2 separate regions of the Ovis aries genome follow, and region 2 is linked to region 1. A link is a contact called in public Hi-C data. All regions are on one chromosome and are shown on one strand. Each heading gives the region's core, a stretch centred on a gene start, on an enhancer-like site or on the middle of the called end of the contact. The rest is flanking DNA. Distances are from core to core; before and after follow the strand shown. Region 1 overlaps RGL1 (ral guanine nucleotide dissociation stimulator like 1). Region 2 holds the start of COLGALT2 (collagen beta(1-O)galactosyltransferase 2).

The links. A called contact is a pair of places that touch in the nucleus more often than the background predicts.
Region 2: a Hi-C map of liver shows a contact between it and region 1, with 2.9 times the contacts expected there. The contact joins the promoter of COLGALT2 here to the enhancer-like site in region 1. A contact is called at or near these places in 2 of 16 Hi-C or Micro-C datasets (liver and tail adipose tissue).

Annotation. Positions count from the first base shown.
Region 1 is chr12:64,397,747-64,404,214 of ARS-UI_Ramb_v3.0, reverse strand. RGL1 (ral guanine nucleotide dissociation stimulator like 1) reads right to left here. Exons shown (of 19, transcript XM_042229196.1): 18 at 5,011-5,125; 19 at 1-2,205. The coding sequence ends at 2,018. Among named protein-coding and RNA genes, the nearest start is that of COLGALT2, 130 kb to the left of the region's middle. Within about 2 kb of position 3,109, at least 2 of the 54 cell types and tissues checked have an H3K27ac peak or open chromatin away from gene starts, as enhancers often do. A contact at or near this core is called in liver, where this site is marked.
Region 2 is chr12:64,527,353-64,533,820 of ARS-UI_Ramb_v3.0, reverse strand. It overlaps COLGALT2 (collagen beta(1-O)galactosyltransferase 2), which reads left to right and starts at 4,149. Exons shown (of 12, transcript XM_004013865.5): 1 at 4,149-4,695. The coding sequence starts at 4,433.

The sequences.
Region 1 (6,468 bases), core at 1,860-4,359:
AGGCGAGCACACGGGCATAACTTGTAAGTCTTGGGAGCTGCACTCTAAACCAGGCTGACAATTCTACATTTTCTTTTACCTTCAAGCCAAGAAATTCAGGCTGAGGATACATTTCCCTCAATCTCCATGATGTCTAGCACCCTGGCCATCCCTCCTCTAAGCACAGAAGCACAAAATCAGACCGGCCTCGCAAATAGAAAAAAAAAAAAAAAATGCCTTTCAACTAGTTGAAACCAGTCAGTCTTTACAATGTACAGTCTGACCTAGAAAGACCTACAGGAAATCTGAGGCCTTCCTGGCTCATTCTCATTCTTTGGTCCAAGGGCACAAATCTCTAGACTTTCCCTGGTGTTTCTTGAAGATTTCAAATGACTACTTACAGAACATGAGTCACACATAACCTTTGGGAGCTGTCTTTACAGGACAGGGGGGTGGGGAGTGGGGGGGTTGGGACGTGTGCGTGGCAGGGTGGGATGGTGAAGAAAAGAAAGAAAAAGCTCTACATTACAATCTGCACTTCTTATTTGGGTCTGTTTTTTATTTTTGGAATAAAAACTGGTATTCTGAGGATTTTTTTTTTTTTCTTAAAAAGGACAACATTCTGAAAGTGCTTCTTACACAGGTCAACATCCCACATATTATGGCTTTATAGCTCAAACCCCAGCACAGCTCAGATCTGGAACAGAGAGGAGCACGGTGCTACTGGAGACAGAAGTGTCACTAACAGTGACCCTGGTATAGAGGGTGGGAACCTGAAAGGAAAAGCTAATGATTCCATCTGGAAGAATGTGTGTACCTCGCTAGAAATGGTCTGGATAGTATGCAAAGCCCCATTTCTGTCCCCACGACTAGGCACAGGAAGGTTGCAAACGTCAGGAAAAACAGGACACTGCTCTCAGTTGGGAACATCTCCAGGGGGCTATTCACAGAGCGACGGCTGTTCAGAAATCTTTCACAGGTCTCAAAACGATCAGACGTAGTCAACCGCAGTAGGAATTTCTACACCTGAGGATCAAATTGCACGGTAATATATAGAGGTGCTACGATCCAGACGGCAAAAGCCTGCAGACATATGGTTTCACATGCAGAAGGCAATCAGAAAAAAACAGTGAAGCAGTGGCATTCTGAGACGGATCAGAGTCCAAGTGAGTCGTCATCCTGCTGAGCTTTCTTTTCTGGCTGATAAGTTACCAAAGAACATGGCTACGTGTGCAAGAAATGCTTGTGATATGTTCTCTAGGGGAGGGGAGACACATGATGCAGTTACCAGAAATCAAAATGGGCTTGCGTTGCCTCCAGAGGCGTCGTGACGGCCGGTTCAGTGGCTCAGAGGGGCCTCCGAAGCTGCTCCTCGCCCTCCCTGGGGAAGCCGATGCATTGGCCGATGCAAGCAGACGTCAAAGCCACTGGCTCATCCAAACCCTGTCTGACGTGGCCTTTCATTCAGCCTGTGGCAGTTCCCACCTCTACAGTGGTTCTTTTCTGGTGGCACTTGATTGAGAAAGTAATCCTCTCCCTTTATAAAAATAGTTTGGACTTCTTATAATACTGGCACAAAGGACACTCTGCAATCCTCGGGTTGATTCCATCTACTTGGGAGGTGTGAGACGAGGCGCTCAGTTCCTTGTTTCCCTGTAAAAAGTGACCTCGACTTCCCAGGCCATTGTGCAAATTTGTTTTCCCGTAGTCCAGAATATCCCATAAGTCCCTCATATTTATATATATACACACACACACACCACATATGTGTACATACATATAGATTTATAAATGCAGATAATTTTGCGTTTCAATCTTGGGTCAAAGAGAATCAGTGAGTCCGTCATCCTTCCTGTGTCAAGCTCATCTCCGATTTCCCCACGATGCCCATCATAGTGCCCTGCACACCAGAGTTGCTCAACAAACCTCAGTCCACTTCACCAACGACCCTCTAACACTGAGTGGTAGCTGCGATCACGATGGCCTATTCTCAGCCCCACCCTGCCTTTGGCGAGCGAGGGGCCCCGGGTCTCTGCCTTCAGAGGGTGATTTTGCTGTGTCTGTTGCTCCAGCAGCCCCGTTTAGCTGTCCTGGGCAACGTCAGGCTGGTCCGGCTACGCAGTTTTACTTGCTCTTCCACAGAGTTCTTTTTGCGTAAGATGAAGTCAAAGTTCACTTGGCTGTTCATGGCATAGAAGACGTTTGCCGAGTCTGGGATCACGAGTTCTAAAAAAAAAGAGAGAGAGATGAGGGAAGAGAAGGTGGTCAGCTTGTGCAGTGCTGACCGTGGAAATTCTGCCCAGACTCATGGCTGGAATTATAGCCGTTTGTTCCTGCAATGTGAACGGAGCTGGAAACGACCACCACTCAGTCACACCAAATTGGTTCCAACCATTTCCCAATCCCAATTTTAAAAACTTAAGTGTGAATCAAATCTTGGAAATTCAAGCCATGAACAAAATGCTCAAATGTGGGATGTTTTAGCTGGAAGGACGTAGAGTAGGAAACGGAAGCCTGGAGGAGTTAAGAGACATTGCTGGGTGCACAGCTAGTCAATGGCAGGTCTGGGAGCAGAGCCCGGGGTTTCCAGCCTTCTGTGGTTCACTTTCTACCCAATATGAAATTTTTCTCAGAGACTAAGTGAATCCAATGACATGGAGGAAAAAGGCAGAAAATCTAAAGCACTTTCCAGAAATCTTGACTTGGAACATCAAAACATTTTTAAATTAATCCCAAACCAAGTCAGTATTTTATACCACTTGAGAGCTTGCTTCATTAAGGGCTTGCATTTTAATGTTAAAGGGAAACCACACAAGATAGGCCATATCTGTTAAAACTTAAACAACTGTCTGTTTCAATGAGTCCCAACTAGATAACTGTAATTTCTGAACAAGGACTGTTCCAAGGATAATATGAAGTTATCGAGCAAAGTGATTTAAATTCATTTTTAATTTAAAAAGAAGGTATACACTCTTTAGCACTCAGGGGTAAGGGATATCTTTAAAAATCAAGAGGGAATTAAAGAGGTAAAATGTGCGAAACTAGCTTCGTGGAGTAAGGGAGGCAGCTAGGGGAGGTATGTGATTGCTGAACTGGAGTAAGTCAAACTAACATTAACTCAAACACTGAGGTTCTACTGCCAAGACTGATGCAATCAGGTTCTGAGGGACTCTGCTCCATTGTGCACGTGTCCCCAGTCTCCTGCCCACATATTCCTGAGGTCAGTAAAACTTACCTCACAGCTATATATATACACACACTGTATTTCAAATACTGTCCACTTTTGGGTACATTATTTCCTGCCACCATCCCCCCATGATGCATGAGGGGCCAGTAGGGTACTGTCTCTGTTTAATTACAGACCAAGGCCCAGAGAGGTCAAGCCACCCACCCACCACCACCCAGTGGTGAATGAAGCTGGGCCCCAGCTGTGCTTCGGGACTCCTGGATCTTCAGACCCACCGGGTCTCACCTTGCATTGGCTTGGGGGTAATGTGGGTGGTAAAACCCAAGAGACTGCTTTGTAGGCTTAGGTTTCTAACAGTAACTACACTAAAAGATATAACTGAGAAAGGTTTGCCCCACAACCTCGGGCTCAGCTGGACAAATGAGAAAACTTCCAAGAGACAGTGGGAAAACAGTTTTCTCTGAGGCTGTGGCTTTTCGTCGCTTGGAAAAGGTTATTTTTCTAATTTGGCCCACTCTCGTCTGGGCCCGAGATGACAGCCCTGGGTGATTTTTTTGGGTAAGTGGGGTACGAGTAGCTGCTCCCTTTGCAAATCCCCATCTTGTAGAGTTTCTTTCTTTTCCTTTATAGGGGGAATGCTTGCTGGGGAACAGTCCCACAACGAGACACTTGCATTGGTCAGTGTGTTGGGTCAGTCAGCAAACAGGGTTGGCCTTAATCAACAGTACTGGCTGTTCCTTCTGCACTTGGAAAGCAGACTTATTCTGCTCGAGTCACTTTCTCGGATGTGCCGTGGCATAGAGAAGTCACCTACCAGTTTGCCTTCTCCTCTCAACAAAGAAAGAAAGAAAGTGAAGTCTCTCAGTAGTGTCTGACTCTTTGCGACCCCATGGCCTGTAGCCTACCAGGCTCCTCTGTCCATGGGATTCTCCAGGCAAGAATACTGGAGTGGGTTGCCAATGCCTTCTCCAGGGGATCTTCCGGACCCAGGGATCAAACCCAGGTCTCCCACATTGTAGGCAGACGCTTTACCATCTGAGCTACCAAGGAAGCCCTCTCAACAAAGACAACCCCAATTCAGATTAACAAACTGATACATTCTGGGGGATTATCTGCCGAGAGTTTCCATGAAGGAGATTTCTTTAATTAATGGATTCCTCGGCAAACTGCTGCATTTCATATTCACTGGTTCTTTGCTTCAATAAGTGTGAGGTCAAGAACCTTCCACACTCCTGGCATCGGAAGCTTTTGCTACTTGAAAATCAAGTGAGTAAAGAGCAACTGAAGGCTGAATTCTCATAAATGGTTAACTGAAACAATGAGAAGTCATTGCAGGAACTGGACACGTATTATTGGGTAACGGAGGTAGACGGCCACTGGCAGAGACCAGACAGGCTCCACCTACCCCCACCCCACACAGGGAGGGACGTCTTCCTACAAGAATGCTTGATGAGAAATTTACAGAGAATGCGCGGGAGGCATGCTCAGCAAAACTGCAGAAAAAACAAGGTCTGTGGAGGGGGGGCGGCCTGAGAGAATTAATAACAAGTGAGGTGACGGCATGGTTCCCCACACAACGCCACTCTTGAGCAATTCAAAACCCCCACTTGGAAAAGAGAGGATATAGGTATACATATAGCTGATTCACTTTGTTGTAGAGCAGAAACTAATACAACATTGTAAAGCAACTCTACTCCAATGACAATTAACAAACAATTAATTATATAAGTAAGTAAATAAAAATACCCATCCGCCCCAACTTGGTTCCATTTAAAATAGACACTGTATCCACTAGGGTCTTCTCACACAGGGGAGACCTGGTTTGAAGCGGAACACGTGCCTACCTTTGTCCTCCGAGATGACCTGCACTAGCTCATACTCCTCAGCCGGGTCCGAGTCCAGATTGTGCTTCAACATCGCCCTCTGGATCACAGCGGGAGTTTTATCCTGGCTCGTCAACTGGAAAGCCAAATGAAAGGGTGTGTAAAGCATTTAACTTTGTGTTTCCTGGAAGGGTTTTCCTGACCTTCTTCTTCTTGCTGTCTTGTGCCTTCCCAGGAGAAATGGCCCAGCGAAATGAGCGAGGACCAGGAGCCAGCCCTCCTGGGTTTCAGTCCCGGCTCTACCCTCAGAGGATGGGCCACCAACTCTTCCCATTAGCTCCTCTCGCAAAGCCACCATGTCTTCCCCCATTCAAGCAGGAGAGGCAGCCCAGGGTGCCTTGCCACTTCCAGTGGAGGCTCCAATGGAAGAATGTGTACGAGGGAATTGTGGGGAACACACAGTGTTTTCAGTCCTGGGCCAAGGTTACCCTCACCTGTTGAGCACCGGTGACAACCTTGGGTTAGAAATGGCCACAGTTCCACACACTGACCATTGCAAAAAGCACAAGTGACTCCACAACCCAGGAAGCCCACCTCTAGATATTTACCAAGAGGAATGAACAAACTTTCACAGCAGATTTAGTCATAACAGCCCCAAACTGAAAACATCCTGAACCTCCATCGACAGGAGAACAGGGGAACATAAAGATAGTGCTGTGTGTTCACGACAGAGCATGATGTAACGCATGACGTAACAGCTAAAGGGAACTGAAACACACAACAGTGGGATGAATCCCACACCCGTCACGGACAGCCAGAGGAAGGAGACACAGAAGACAACGCCGCAGGAGTCTGCTCTCACCAAACAGGCCAAGTTAACCTGTGGGGTTAGAAAGCTAACTTTAGCTCAACTCATATTCAACTAAGCTTAAAGCAGGATTGGAGGGGAATTTGGGAACGAAGAAGGGATGAGTAGATGAAAAATGTTATTTATCTAGACTTGCAGTGGTGGTTACATATACATATATATAACCATATACATACATTATATAGTGGTTACATAGATAAATACATATATATGACAGCTACATATATATAGATGGTAGTTACATACATATATAAACATATATATACACATACATATGGTAGTTAAATAAATATATATATTATACTTATAAAAATCCAAAGACTAGAACACTTCAGATCTATGTAATTGTATGTAAACTTTGCTTCAATTAAAAATTAGCTTCTGAGTGTTTACAAACAATAAATCTAACATTTTTAAAAGTACAAGTAAAAGCTTCTCTCAGCCCAAGTCTCCCCTTCATCTCTGCCCATCAGTCAGCTGTTTCCAGGGTGCTCAGAGAAACAGGAGAAGGGAGTGCTGACTTTCGTATTATCCCTTGGCTGATTTCTTTACATTTGAAAGAAAGCAAGAGAAAACACAGATTTTTCTTACGTAGGAATAAAAGCTACTCT
Region 2 (6,468 bases), core at 2,900-5,399, 130 kb before region 1:
TGGGACCCCAAAGATGGCAGCCCAAAGGGCCAAAAATAACCAAGACCCTTCTGATGAATAAACTGAGAGAACTTACTATAAATGTCTATAATTAAGAGTATGTGATATTTCTACAAGGGTAGATAAATAAACCAATGGAATCAAGTAGCAAGTCACGCACATATGGACAGAGATGACATTACAGATGTAATGCAGAGTTAAGGCAATGAGTATGTGTATATGTATATGGATGTACACATATACACACATAGGTATAAAGAGAAATTGGATCGCTAATTGCACCATAAAGTCTAATTTCTTCTCTTTGTCCTTTTTTATATTATAGCTGATTTACAATTTTATATTAGTTTCAGATGTACAATATAGTGATTCAATATTTTTATACATTATGCTCTATTAAAATTATTATAAAATAATGGATATAATTACTTGTTCTGTACAATATATACTTGTATCTTATTTATTTTATACATAGTCATTTGAAACTCTTAATCTCATATCCCTATCTTGCACTCCCCACTTCCCTCTCCCCACTGGTAATCTATAGTTAGTTTTCTTTATCTGTGAGTCTGTTTCCATTTTGTTATGTTCATTTATATTCCACATATAAGTGATAACATACAATATTTGTCTTTCTCTGTCTGGTTTATTTCACTAAGCATAATACTCTCCAGGTCCATCCATGTTGTTGCAAATGGCAAACTATTATCTTCTATATATCTTCCATGGCTGAGTAATATTCCATTGTATATATACATACCATATCTCCTTTATCCATTCATCTGTGGATGCACGCTTATATTGCTTTCATATCTTGGCTATTGTAAATAATGCTGCTGTGAACATTGGAGTAAATGTATGTTTTTGAATTCGTGTTTTCATTTTCTTCAAATATATACCCTGGAGTCAGGTTGCTTCATCATCTGGTGGTTCTTAGTGTTTTGAGAAACCTCCATACTGTTTTCCACAATGGCTACACCAATTTACATTCCCACAAACAATGTACTGGAGTTCCCTTTTCTCCACATCCTCACCAGTATTTATAATTTGCAGACTTTTTGATAGCCATGCTGACAGGTATGAGATGATATCTCTTTGCGATTTTGATTTGAACTTCTCTGATAATTAGCAATGTTGGGTACCTTTTCATATGCTTGTTGGCCATTTGTATGTCTTCTTATGAAAAATGTCTATTCAGGTCTTCTGCCCATTTTTTAACCAGGTTGGTTTTTTTTTCTTTGATATTAAGTTGTACGTGTGTGTGTGTGTTAGTCACTCAGTCATGTCCAACTCTTTGCAAGCCCACAGACTGTAGCCCACCAGGCTCCTCTGTCCATGGAGCTCTCCAAGCAGATACTGGAGTGGGCTGCCATTTCCTCCTCCAGGGGATCTTCCCGACGCAGGGATCAAACCCACGTCTCTTATGTCTCCTGCATAGGCAAGTGGGTTCTTTACCACTAGCGCCACCTGGGAAGAACTATATGCTTTTATATGCCCTTAATATGTTTTTATATGTTTATAAAGTAGAATGGTTTTTATCAGTTTAAAATAAGATATTTAACCATATAAATTCAAAATTACTGAGCTTGACAATCTGTATATTTAAACTAAAATTTTGCTTTTGAGACTTTAATCACCTGGAGCCTGCAACTCTGCCATATGGTTGTGACCATTCAAAATCATATATTCATATATTCAATATGACATTTGAAAGCACTGTGTAAGCCAACTATACATGAGATATTTAGCTCATTTTTTCCATTTTAACAAAGTTTTTAGCTTTTCTGTAAAAGGTTATATATATATAACTATATGAAAGTCATAAAATAATCCAGCTTTCTCTCTTCCCCCTTCCGACCCTGCCCTCCAGTCATGCTCTTCTCATTGCCATTCCTCATGCTCTGTGTTCTCTCATTCTTTTGCTTTTATAGTTCCATCAGCCTGAAATCCCAACCTCTCCCAAGCCTCTATCATTTTCCTAAAATATGCCCCTCATTTTTCAATACTCGGTTCAAAGGCATTTCTTTAATGAGGCATTTCCTAACCATCCCCACTTCCCTTCCTTATCCTCTTTTCTTACCAGTTTATGGTATTTATTCATTCATTCAATATATCTTAATTATCCATGCATTTCCAGCACCCATGCCTTGGCACAGTAGACACTGAGAAAATGTTGAAACAATTAAGTGAAGACAATTTGAGAAACATATCTAGTCTTTTTAAACAAGATAAAAAGAATATTTTAAATTTGTGTAAATGTGTTTGGAATTGAAAAACATTTTTCTATGGTAACTATTATATAGTGCTTGGATACAGGCCAGAGCTTAGACAAAACTTTGAAAGTGGCACAGTTTAATTTTATCCCTTCCCATTTCAGCCACTGCTCTTTTTCTCACGCTACCCTCTATATCCTTTCCCTACTTGGACTTGGAGTCCACAAGCCCAGATATCAGAAATCCACAGAACTTGCTTTGTCAAAAACAGTGCCTTGCTCCATATATGGATTCCCTTCAAAGCTTTTTACAGTGCACCTCAGTTTAGATATTGAGATTAGAAACTCAGATTTAATTCACACAAATGTAGGAATACCAAAGCTATTGCCTACTATTCTTCTCTCAAGTGTTTTAGTGTTAAAATTGGCACACTTGTCAATTTGAATGAATGCTTATATTGTAGGATTTTAGGCTGGCTAAGACAAGGGAATAAAAAAATCCAAGTAGTGAAAAAAAAATGTGTGTGCGTGCTCAGTCATGTCCTACTCTTTGCAACCCCATGGCTTGTAGCCCACCAAGCTCTTCTGTCCTTGGGATTTCCCAGGTAAGAATACTGGAGTGGGTTGCCATCTCCTTCTCCAGGAGATCTTCTCAACCCAGGATTGAACCCATGCCTCCTGCAATTGGCAAACACTGGCAGGTAGATTCTTAACTACTGAGCCACCTGGGAAGCCCCCCAAAAGGTATTTTGGTGCAGGAAAAACTAGCCCTGTTGATTCAGCCAAGACTCCCTCCTCCAACTCTGACCCAGCCAGATAAAAAGGGCAGGACACCTTCTGCCCCTTTCTCTGGAGAAGGAGGATTCAAACGCTCAACACCCGAATGATTGACATTTAGTAATTTCATAAATGGTTGTTGAATGAGAAAATAAGGCAGGAACTTAAAAGGCTTTTACATAGGAAGAAATTGATGTCCAGAGAGGTCAAGTCTCCAAGTTCACACCAAGAATAAGCAACACACATGAGACAAAAATTTAGCCCCAACTTCCGCACACAAAGAACTTCCAGAAAAGAAGTCCACACAAAAAAGAAATCTAGTAAAGAACTTCTTGTGGTGACGGACAGGGAGTCCTGGGGTGCTGCGATTCATGGGGTCGCAAAGAGACAGGTTGGAGCAACTGAACTGAACTGAACTGAACTGAAAGAGCTTCTTTACTAGCTTTCCTCCATTGTGGTCGAAATTAAATATCCTTTGATGGTATATTTCCTAGCATTTTCACTTTGCCTGCTAATTGCGTTCTTCCACCCTTCCTTCTTTCTCCCTTATTCTCCCTTCTCTTCCAGCATGTACAGATTTTCCGTCTGTTACAATTTATCAGTTTGGGTCATTAAGGAAAAAGAAAACCATCTGAAGTGAATCTGGTCCTTAACCTGCCACCCTTTCAGGAAGTTCAGGACCCTGAGTTGTCAGGTAGAGGACATGCCCCATGAAGAGCTTTCCTTTAATTTGAAGAGTTCGCTCTGGCTCTAAAATTCTTCAGGTCTTCCAACTAGATCTTACTGGGGAGACTACCCAGTCAAAAATATATTTAAAGAGCGCTTGAGGGTGAGGAAATACAAATATTCTGCCTTCGTGGAAGTTAAAAAAAAAAAAAAAAGCCTGTTTATCATAGTAATGAATTACTGGGTGACTTTTCATTTTAGAACTCTACCCATTTAGTCAATAGGTGCATTATGAAAAACTGGATACATTGCATCACTGTGAAGGACTTTAGACTGCGGTTTGCAAAAGCAGAATAAATTTTCTTGGAGTCGTACCGTTATGTACACACGCTCGCTCGCGCGCGCGCGCGCACACACACATACACACACGCATTCACACGCCCATTGGCAGACACAGCCACACCTCACAGCCCTGAGGAAAGCCACAGACCTCAGTACAAGCTGAACCTGAACTAGAGGAACTTTCCGCCGGACTCGGGACAAACAGCCGCACCGACACGACTGTCTGCGAGCCGGAGCCCAGGCGAGCGCCGGCGGCCGCAGGTACTCCGGAGCGCCCGCGGCGGGGCCTGGGCGGTGCGGCGGCGGCTGCAGCGGGAGGGTCCCGGCGGCCGAGGCCGTGCCAGTGCGCGCGCGCCAGCCGCCTCCCCTCCGCCCCTCGCCGCCGGCCTCGGGCATCCGCGCCGGGTCGTCCCGCCGCCCGCCACGGCCCGGAACATGGCCGCGCGCCCCGCCGCCCCCCTGGCCTGGGCGCTGCTGCTCGTCTCCTGGGCTCTGCTGCGCGGCGGCTGCCGGGCGCGCTTCGCCGCCGAGGCGGACTCCGAGGACGACGAAGAGGAGGCGGTGGTTTTCCCCGAGTCGCCCCTGCAGAGACCCACGGTGCTGGTGGTCGTCCTCGCGCGCAACGCTGCGCACACGCTGCCTCACTTCCTCGGGTGCCTGGAGCGCCTGGACTACCCCAAGAGCAGGATGGCCATCTGGTGAGCCGGCTGCGCCGGGCTGGGGGGCCGGGGGACCGCTCAGGACGCGCGGGAGACGTGGTGCGCACACCCCTCGCTGCCTGCCCGGGTCCTGGCCGGATCAGCGGTTGCGGTCGGGAAGGACGCGCGCGTCTGTGTGCGCCCCGGGTGCTACTGGGGATAAGCAGCCCGCCCGGAGCTCCCCCGGGGACAGTACGAATGGGGTGACCTCGTGCCTCTCCCAGATAGGGCTGGGGAGACGCCGCAAAAGTGCTAGCTTCTCCGCCTTTGCACTCGCGAAGATTCCTTTTTCCCCCATCTCTCATTTCTCGTCCGGGAGTGAGGGAATAAAGGTGCCCGTCGTCGCCGCCGGCTCCTTGGGACGCGACGTGGTCCGTCACTGCGGCTGGCAACGGGGGACTCCGGAGTGGCTGGGGTGCGCCGCCCTGGCTTCCAGGTGCCAGGCTTCCATCTCAGAGGCTGAAAAGTGGCTCCGGGTTCTCCCCGGGTGTGAGGGGAAAGGGGAGAGGGGGTCAGGATCCAGAGATTAAGGCTAGGTGAAGCCCGCTGCGTTCTAACCACGCCACCACCGTGGATGCTTTCTTGTCTGAGCGCTCCAAGCTGTCCCGTCCCCGCATCCTGCCTTCCTTCCTGGGCCCAATCCCGCCGCAGATGCAAACATCGCCGGGTCCCTTGGGGTACTAAGTCCTCGGGACTGAGCAGCCTCAGGAAGGCAAACAGCAAAGATTTGATGCTCTTAGAATAGAGACCCGGGCCTGGTCCCGGTGCTTGCTGCGGGGAGGGTCAGGGCATCAGTGGGGGTGGCTGCCCATCTCAACTTGAGAACTTGGTCCTGTCCCCACATCTTTGTATAAAAGCAGATATCGGAGGGTGAGAATTTGATGGCCAGATGAGCCGCTCAAGAGCCTGTGGAGGAGAAGGTGGACCTTGACCAGAGGAGATAAGCCACCAGATACATGGACAAGAGGCCTTTGGTCTCCGGAGGAAGCTAGAGCCCTTGTCACGGGGGAGTTCTGTCTTGTGTTGATAAAGGGAGCTGTCCACAGACAAAATATCCTTAAAGCCTTGGTGGGGCAGAAAGGGAGAAGAAAGGATAAAGCAGTAGCTGGAACTGGCAGCCTAAGGGTACCTGGTGGGCAAAGTGCAGAGGTGAGAAAGCAAACATGAGATATAGTACCGCACTGTGCTATACACTGCCTTACTATATACCCGTTATACGTGCCGGCTGCCACGCAGGAGGCCATGCTATGTGGAAAGTGGGAACATTGGTGCAGCCAGGTTTTAAGCCAGAGGATTTTTTTTAACCATTTCAGTCCCAAAAGGAAATTTTGCAAGTGTCAGTTCTCAGATGCTTTCTTCAAAAGAGGTGCTTTACAGTATGGCCTGTCTTTATGCATTGTTTAATCTTGAAGAGCATCCCAGTAGTTACTAGGACATGAGTGAGTGCAGAAGTGAGTATGAGGCACAGGTTTTGCTATCCAATGCACAGACAGTACCCCTTTTATCAGATAGTAAACTTGGCACGGTGGTAAAGAATCCGCCTCGCAGTGCAGGAGATGCAAGAGATGCAGGTTTGATCCCTGGGTTAGGAAGATCCCCTGGAGTAGGAATTGGCAACCCACTCTAGTATTCTTGCCTGGAAAATTCCACAAACAGAGGAGCCTGGCGGGCTACAGTCTGTGGGGTCGCAGGGTGTCAGACACGACCGAGTGACTGCGCACACAGGCATGCAAACTTTTAAGAGATACTATGATCCTTATTTTACAAACAAAG